3 separate regions of the Zea mays genome follow, and regions 1 and 2 are each linked to region 3. The links are chromatin contacts, called in public Hi-C maps. All regions are on one chromosome and are shown on one strand. Each heading gives the region's core, a stretch centred on a gene start, on an enhancer-like site or on the middle of the called end of the contact. The rest is flanking DNA. Distances are from core to core; before and after follow the strand shown. Region 1 holds the start of LOC103653702. Region 2 overlaps LOC103653707 (flavonoid 3'-monooxygenase CYP75B3). Region 3 holds the start of LOC100273702 (putative protein kinase superfamily protein).

What was found. Hi-C and Micro-C count contacts between places; a contact is called where the count stands out from the background.
Region 1: a Hi-C map of leaf shows a contact between it and region 3, with 6 times the contacts expected there. The contact joins the promoter of LOC103653702 here to the promoter of LOC100273702 in region 3. A contact is called at or near these places in 12 of 25 Hi-C or Micro-C datasets (bundle sheath, ear, leaf and 3 more) and 2 of 3 datasets of contacts at active chromatin or transcription factors (leaf and seedling).
Region 2: a contact with region 3 is called in a Hi-C map of ear, with 2.5 times the contacts expected there. The contact joins the enhancer-like site here to the promoter of LOC100273702 in region 3. A contact is called at or near these places in 2 of 25 Hi-C or Micro-C datasets (ear and tassel).

What each region holds. Positions count from the first base shown.
Region 1 is chr4:134,827,436-134,830,135 of Zm-B73-REFERENCE-NAM-5.0, reverse strand. It overlaps LOC103653702, which reads left to right and starts at 1,379. Exons shown (of 2, transcript NM_001320346.1): 1 at 1,379-1,550; 2 at 1,714-2,093. The coding sequence starts at 1,413. The coding sequence ends at 1,866.
Region 2 is chr4:135,221,141-135,223,840 of Zm-B73-REFERENCE-NAM-5.0, reverse strand. It overlaps LOC103653707 (flavonoid 3'-monooxygenase CYP75B3), which reads left to right. Exons shown (of 2, transcript XM_008680536.4): 2 at 648-1,537. The coding sequence ends at 1,292. LOC103653706 (zinc finger CCCH domain-containing protein 53) reads left to right here. Exons shown (of 13, transcript XM_035967329.1): 13 at 141-548. Among protein-coding and RNA genes, the nearest start is that of LOC103653706, 8.7 kb to the left of the region's middle. Within about 2 kb of position 1,275, at least 11 of the 20 cell types and tissues checked have an H3K27ac peak or open chromatin away from gene starts, as enhancers often do. A contact at or near this core is called in ear, where this site is marked.
Region 3 is chr4:135,003,947-135,006,646 of Zm-B73-REFERENCE-NAM-5.0, reverse strand. It overlaps LOC100273702 (putative protein kinase superfamily protein), which reads right to left and starts at 1,368. Exons shown (of 8, transcript NM_001360295.1): 1 at 1,025-1,368; 2 at 776-905.

The DNA.
Region 1 (2,700 bases), core at 130-2,629, 180 kb after region 3:
CAAGCGAAGAAGCATAATGTTGTGGCCTTGTCAAGCTATAGGGTTGAATAGATAGATGGGGCAACAGTTTCGTGCGAGGGGGTCTAGTTAGCGCGCCTCCTTGTAGAGCTCAGGGGAGAAGAGACCAATGCCTTCACACTAAACATTGACAAACAATCCATAATCGAGCTGAGTAAGAACCATGTTTTCATGATCTCACCAAACACATCAACATCAGATACCACTACATTCGAGAATGCATCGAGGAAGACAAGGTGAAGGTGGAGTCGATCAACACCAAGCTCTAACTAGTGGACATCCTAACGAAGGCTCTTGGGCGGTACTAGTTTGTGCAGTTACAAACCATGCTCAACCTCGTCGACATGAAACATATGTGCAAGGCTTAGGGGGAGATGTTAGGTTGGTTAATCATGCATTATTTAGTTTCTTGCATGCGTATAAGCCCTAGTTTTGTGGAGGCCATGCGTGCTTAGCTAGTGTGGGAGATTAGTTTCATTTTGCGACCGAGAGAACACGTTGTGCGATGTGGGGATGGACACGTATTTGTGCACGACACAAGGTTTGCTTGGGTAGTCGGGTGCATTCAGTTCCTGCATGTTTCACTACAATAAAATGTGAAGAAGAACTGAAATGTTGTAGATTGTCTGCAACATAAAACATTGTGTCAAGTTCCAGTTTTTGTGTGTGTTATCGAGTAGATGTTTTTCGTTTCCGGCGCCCACGGGGAGCATGGTGTCCTCAGAGCAAGCAACAATAGGAGGCGGGACAGCACATAGGCGAGGACCGGGTGTGACTGCGATGTCAGATATATGGCGGTGGCGGCGGTCATGAAATGGTGTACTCTTCCTTCATCCCCATTGGCGAGATCGATAGCACGTGAAGAGTCATAGGTCTATTTTCATGACTCGACAACGGTCGAGTTGAGAGCCCATTTCAAGGGTCCTTCAACTGCTGTGCAAGCAGATCTTAGATGTAAGCGTGCTTTCTGGAACTTTATATTATGATCCAAATTCTCATGACAACTAGATTATTTAGAAATCTATATTCTTAAATAAGCTCTTCGAAAAAAATGTCTAAACAACTGTATATGGATTAGACTTACCTTTTATTAATACTCCCTCCGTCCCAAATCAATATTTATTTTATTTCTTGATTTTTATATTTATATTCAAATGAATGATGATAAATCTAAATACATATACAAAACATACACATCTATTAATTATTGTATAAATTTATTAAAAATCTAAAATGGATTTTGATTTGGGATGGAGGAAGCAGCACTCATCAATTGAGGGCCTCCGCCACAAGCCACAGCCGCTCCGAGTCCTGCCCGACTGCTCCACAGGCCACTCGTCACCCCAAACCAAAACGAAGCTGCGGGCCTGCGGCGGCAGCAACAGAGAGCAGAGATGCTGCAATTCCCGGCGCTGATGCGGCAGTGGCCATCGCCGCCGCTGATCCCGGCGTCCACGCTGCTCCCCGTGCCGGCCACCTCCCAGGAGGACGAGGTCCTCCTCGCCATGGCCGAGTCCGACCTCGAGGACAAGGTGCTGTGGTCCTCTCCAATCCCTTGCCCCTTCTCTAATCACCCCCCCCCCCCCCCCCCCCCCCCCCCTCTCGCGTCCCCTTTCCTTGCCCTGGCCAGAGCCCACGCGATGTCAATGGGTGATTGATGACGCTTCCCTTTGTTTCACTTTGATCGTCGCTCAGTTGAATGAGATCCGGAAGACCAACAGCCACCTGATTATCATCGGGAAGCCCACAGGCGACACCAAGGAGGAGTATGACGCTGAGGTGGAGGACGACGATGCAGACAACGTCGAGGAGTCTGATGGCGATGACTTCGACCAGGAGACTGGTTGACCCAGGCGGCTCCCCGCTCCCCCCATGCTTCGCCGGCATCCTTGAGCGTCGCCATCCCCACTGCCCAGTCTGTATTTCGCAATCCCTGAGTCGCTCCTGCTATCTAGATGTTCTGTGTTACCCTATTCTGCTGCTGCTGTCTGTTCCCGGAATTTGAGCATGTCCTTGTCATGTGGACCTCGTCTATGAAACTACTAGATGATTAATCGATCCAATTTAAACGCTGTAGTACTTTCCTCTATCTGTGCCAGATACTGCTACTTCTTTCCATTTTATTCTTTGTGCCAAGACCAATAAGTTCTTGTCAAGTTCCTTACTTTGTTCTATTTCTTTTCTGGTCGGAACTTCCTGTATGAAAATTCGGTAGCACAAGATTTTGGTTCGCTCAACAGAAAAGAGACATCAAGGAGCAAAAATGGAGCTATTAGTAATATCGACTTGGCATAGTAACACACGGCTATTGTGATAGTCAGGTATCATCAACCTGGACATTCACATCGATGATTCCTTAAAAAAAACAATGTTGAACTATAAAGTGTCTGTTGCCGTGCATTGCTGGATGTGCCCATTAATTTTCATTGATCCCTGCTGAATTTCTATTCTTGACCCAAAAAAAAGGTTGCATTAATTTTGAGTTCCCTAATTTAATAAGGCCAGTTTCTATACTGTGTTATTTGCAATGCATACTTTGAAGCTATGAATATCGAATACATTGTGTCTTATCTTCCCCATTCTCTTTTTTCTGAACCTCTGTACGTAAAATTTTCATCAAAATTTGATGGTCCAAAGACCATTACTTATTATCAGTGGACATTATTACAGGCTGTACAACAC
Region 2 (2,700 bases), core at 26-2,525, 220 kb before region 3:
TGTGCCTGTCTTTCTGATAGTGCTGTAACCATTAATAATAAGCTAGCTGCTGCTCCCATGACCATGATGCATGTATATGCCAGCATAGATCCTGAATCATGATGGTCATAATCTGTGTGTTAACGGGCTGTTGTGCGCAGGGGACTACTAATATGGCTACATGATGGCCGGCCCCATCAACCGAGCATAGAGAAGCTTTGATAAAGAAAAAAGAAATACCTTTGGAGAGGTGTAATCTTCTTCAGAGTGGGAGAAGGAGGGGACAGTGAAGACAACAACAGAGAAGAAACAAGTCCAGTTTGTTTTTTAGCTCTTAGGCCTATGATAAGTATATGATAGTAAGTGAGTGAGTAGTAGGCATAAATAATAGTAGTAGTAGTTAATTAGTAGTCGTTTATTAGTAGCTGCTGCCAGTGTCAAGAAGGTGATGAAAAGGCACACTCCAGCTCTCTCCTATGCTCGTTTGTGGCATGGATGGATCTCTCACTGTTGCTATGATATGTTGTTTTATTTATAATATCGTGTGTATAAATATTTCATGTTTTTCACTTTGTTTGATTTGCGGTACCACATATATAACGATTTCATGTGTTTTCCGTGGCAACGCACGGACATAGACCTAGTGTAATATATATGGACACAAACAGAACCTCTTCACGGCTGGGACGGACACGACATCCAGCACGGTGGAGTGGGCGCTGGCCGAGCTGATCCGGCATCCGGACGTGCTCAGGAAGGCGCAGCAGGAGCTCGACGCCGTCGTCGGCCGCGACCGCCTGGTGTCCGAGTCGGACCTCCCGCGCCTCACGTACCTCACGGCGGTGATCAAGGAGACGTTCCGGCTGCACCCGTCCACGCCGCTGTCGCTGCCCCGCGTCGCCGCCGAGGAGTGCGAGGTGGACGGGTTCCGCATCCCCGCCGGCACCACGCTGCTGGTGAACGTGTGGGCGATCGCCCGCGACCCGGAGGCGTGGCCCGAGCCGCTCCAGTTCCGGCCCGCGCGCTTCCTCCCGGGCGGCTCGCACGCGGGCGTCGACGTCAAAGGCAGCGACTTCGAGCTCATCCCGTTCGGCGCCGGCCGGAGGATCTGCGCGGGCCTCAGCTGGGGCCTGCGCATGGTCACGCTCATGACGGCCACGCTGGTGCACGCGCTCGAATGGGATCTCGCCGATGGCGTCACCGCCGAAAAGCTGGACATGGAGGAGGCCTACGGGCTCACCCTGCAGCGCGCCGTGCCGTTGATGGTCCGGCCCGCGCCCAGACTGCTGCCGTCTGCCTACGCAGCGCAGTAGAAAAAGGATTCTCTTCTCGATGGCTATCCCCGTCCTTCTCGCATGCACGCATGGGTCGTGGAATTGTCAACTCGGCACTCTTGTTGATGTGTGTAAACTCTAATCTCTGCTATTAAGGGTCCAATATGGACATCCGCACCGTGGGCCATGCCCAGCCTCAGCCATCATCGCCCTCGCCCCGCGGCTGCCTCCAGAAATTTGTAGCTGGAAATCGTTAATTCAGAACATGTGGTTATCCATGGATCTTAGTGCGTAAGTTAAAGGACTACAAATGTTTGGGGTGGTGTATTGTGTTTGGCTAGTGGGAGATAATTATGTTCAAAGTTTGTCTGTTTATTTCAAAAAAAATTATTAGGATACTAGGTGAGTGCCCGTGCGTTGCAACGGAAACATATAATACCACAATAACTTATATACAAATGTGTGTTATACTGTTATAAGAAAAGATTTGAGCTTGCACAAACACACTATTTTTACCTCTAACTTGCAATAGAGTCGTAAATCTTTGTATTTATAAGAAAGAAAAGAATATCCGAAGTACAAGCTTTCCTCTAAAGGGAGGATGAGACCCACCAAATAACAGAATTACATCTATGCTACTAAACAAAAAAACGCAAACCCCAGACACACAATACGCCTAAAAATAATCCATATGACTCCAAATCAAACAAACACATACTATTGATTCCAGAATTTCACCATTTAAAAAAAATAAATGAAGGTTAACCTTACAATACAAAATAAACTTCCATCTTGCGAGGAACGGTAGATTGTTTCTATGAAACAAATGCAAGTACTGTGAGGGTATGGCGGCGTGGTGGCCGGGTCAGGGTCGCCGCAGTTTGTGGGGTCTCATACAAAGAAAAATGTATCTACAAGTCAAGAATCAAGTAAAACCAGATTCTTAATCATATTCTTCAGATGTAAAAAGTAAAAGTGGGCTGCAGTTTTAATGAGTGCACCATGACAGGGAATACGGAGACAGAACATTGCTGGATCAAACATATCATTTTTAGCTTTTTGGTAATAGTATGATTTTGGAAGGATTATAGTTCGACAGTTCTATACTGAGAGGCCATGCAACAGAAAATCACAATAAAGTTGAAATGCAAAAGAATATGAAAAATATTACATCCATCAAAAGAAAGCCATGTACGGTTGTACACTGAACTACAGCCTTCTAGTCACAAAAACTAAAAAGCACAAAAACATGTTTTTGTGAGTCATGCTGGCAACACAAGCGCAGGTTCATGCACATAAACGTGTGATGAGCCCATGTAATATCATCACAAATCGTTGGATGTTTCTTTGGGTGCATAATGAGAATAATAAACGCAAATTAAAAAGTCAGACGTGTACTAACCTGAGAAGACCAATGAAGATTTTTGGGAACCAACCATTCTACATG
Region 3 (2,700 bases), core at 119-2,618:
CATAATACATCGGTACGTTTGGATATTTCCAAAAGGTAGAATTCAGCAAATATATGGGGTTTTTCTAGGTTGAACATTATTACCTGTGCCCAAGTAATGGTGTGTACATGAGGCCCAGGTATACCTTTATAGTTTGAAGCAGCGATTGAATACCATCCAAAAATAGCATTTGTCGAATACACAATAGCTTAGTACACGTTAACAAAACCTAGCAGGAAATGGCTGTGTGCTAGAAGGTCCTTTGTATTTGACAAAATCTACTCTGGAAGCATTCACAAGTTCAGTAGAAAAGACACAGCACATCAACGGAAATGAATGCAACAGAATGATCATGCACATTAGACTAAATTCCACATCAGGCTACCATGATAGTACCTCTGACCACCTAGAGAAGAACTAGAATGTTACTCGAGCAGAAGTAAAAAAAAAAGAATGAAGTACTAGAAGCCTAATAAATTCCATAAACACTGCAAATGCAAGGGTACCTAAACTTAACCAGTGGGTGGCCTGAACGCGGTCCAGCAAAACTACAGCAATTTTTTTCATGTCAACCAACTATCACGAAAAAAAAACAGCGCACGCCATTGCATCACGACCCGGTATTACTCATGATGGTGATAGACATGCTTGGCCCGCGCGATCCTTCCAGAAGGGCCACCTTTTTATGCGCGGCTTCTACAATAAGCACGCAGCTTAATTTAGGACGCATACCCAGTATACATTCAATACTTCTTTGCAAAGAGGAGACGGAAAATCGAGGTTGTAGGCACAGTACGTGTAAACTACACTTGTAATTGGATCAGATCAGATCCGAATATAAATAGCTTGGGTTTGGGTGCTCCGTCTCGCACAGCAGGAACAGAAGACTAGAGCTCGTCGCCCGCGAGGGTCTCAAAGATGGAGGCCTGGGGACCAGTGGCGGAGTCAGGATTTAACGGCTGGCTATGCTATATACGCGATGCAAAAATAAAATAAAATAAAATCTCAAGTCTTACTCTGAAGAAATGGATCTGGCTGTGCTCACCTTGCTTCAACCTTCAGTACGGAGCTCGAGCTGGGACTGGGAGAGCCGGAGCGAGGCCGAGGGGGAGGGGAGGACCGCCGGCGGCTGCTGCTGCTCTGCTACTTGCCGCCGATGGGCACCAGCCGCTGCGGCTGGACGCAGGTCACGCAGCCGCGCAGGGGCGTAGGGCTGAGGGGGAGAGGGGAAGAGCCGGAGTAGGAGGAGCGAGGGGGAGGCTGCCGTGCCGCTGCGCCACGCCGCCGCCGCTCCGCGGTCCCCAGACGATGCGAGCAAGAGACGAGACAGTAGCAGTAGCGAGGGTCGAGGAAGGCACGCGCGTGATGCCGTGATGCGGCATGATGGGGTTTCTACTCTGCCTCGGTGGGCAGTGGGCTGCTACTAATTTGTGGCCATATTTACAACGTCTGTGAGAAACCGCTAAATACCCGCGATGTAAAATAATGGCATAATACAAAACAAGTATTGCTCATCACGACGATTACGTGCGTCTGTAAGGCTTTGTTTGATTACTGTGTTGAGGTGATTACGGTGTAAATTACTTTAAGTTACACCATAATTTACCTCAATACATGTGGATTAGGGTTAATAATAGAGTATCTAAACTAGGTCTAAAGTGACACTCTTAAACAAAAATAACTACGACAACATATATAGTGGCTAAAGTAAAATCTTGTAATTCACGTGCAATCTCATTTTTCTCGGACTATTTTATAAAATAATTGTACATTTCCGTCGAATATGGCTTCGTTCTATAGTAGATCAGATGGACAAACTTTGGTAGTTTTGGGCTGAAACTTTTGATTCTTCCATGTAGCCTTAATTTCGACTGCCACCGGATATGCATGTAGGATTATGGGAAAACCAGGAACTAATGTTGGGGCGGAAGCTGAACTTGACCTCGATCTATCTAATCCGACTACAAAAAAATATTTTTTACACATGAGCATCAGACGAAGGGTACTTCAGTTTCGACACATAGCAGTCTTCACACGACTTCTCACAAGGGAGTTAAGCAGAGGGCCCCAGTCACCCCCTTCCCCCAAGGCATTTCACCGACGGTGATGCCCGGACCAAGCGAAGGCAAGGACGTGACTTCGCTGAACCACGGAGGCTCTGCCTCCGACGCTGACTTCGCTGAACCAAGGGTGCGACACGCAGGTGGAGACTTGAGACTTCATGAGACTACGAAGAAGCCGAGGACTCCGCCCCCCCCCCCCCCCCCCCCCCCGGTTGTCATCTAGGCCCACTTGTAAGCCCCCTTGCGGGTAGATTTTGTAGTACGACCGGATTACGGTACTCCACCCATTGTAATGACTCGTTGAGAGAAATATTCTGGGAATATAGCAGGTAACTAGGGGTGTAACAGTACTTAGGGACCCATTACCCCTCCTGGTCACCTATAAATACCCTACCCTATACAGATGGGGCAAGCATAACAAAGCTCTACAGTTCTTTGCTTGTTGTCTCATTGTGCACCTGATCCCACTTGTCTCCTGAGTGTTGGACCCACCTAACCACGTGTCAGGACAGTTCCAACAACTAGCAACATTTCATTCCTATCTATAGGGACGGAGCCCTAAAAAGTTTTAGAAGAGGTTGAACTAAATCGATATAGTATATGAGACCTCTTCTACATTATATTTGTACGTTTTAAATTGTAGGAGAGGCTTTAGTAG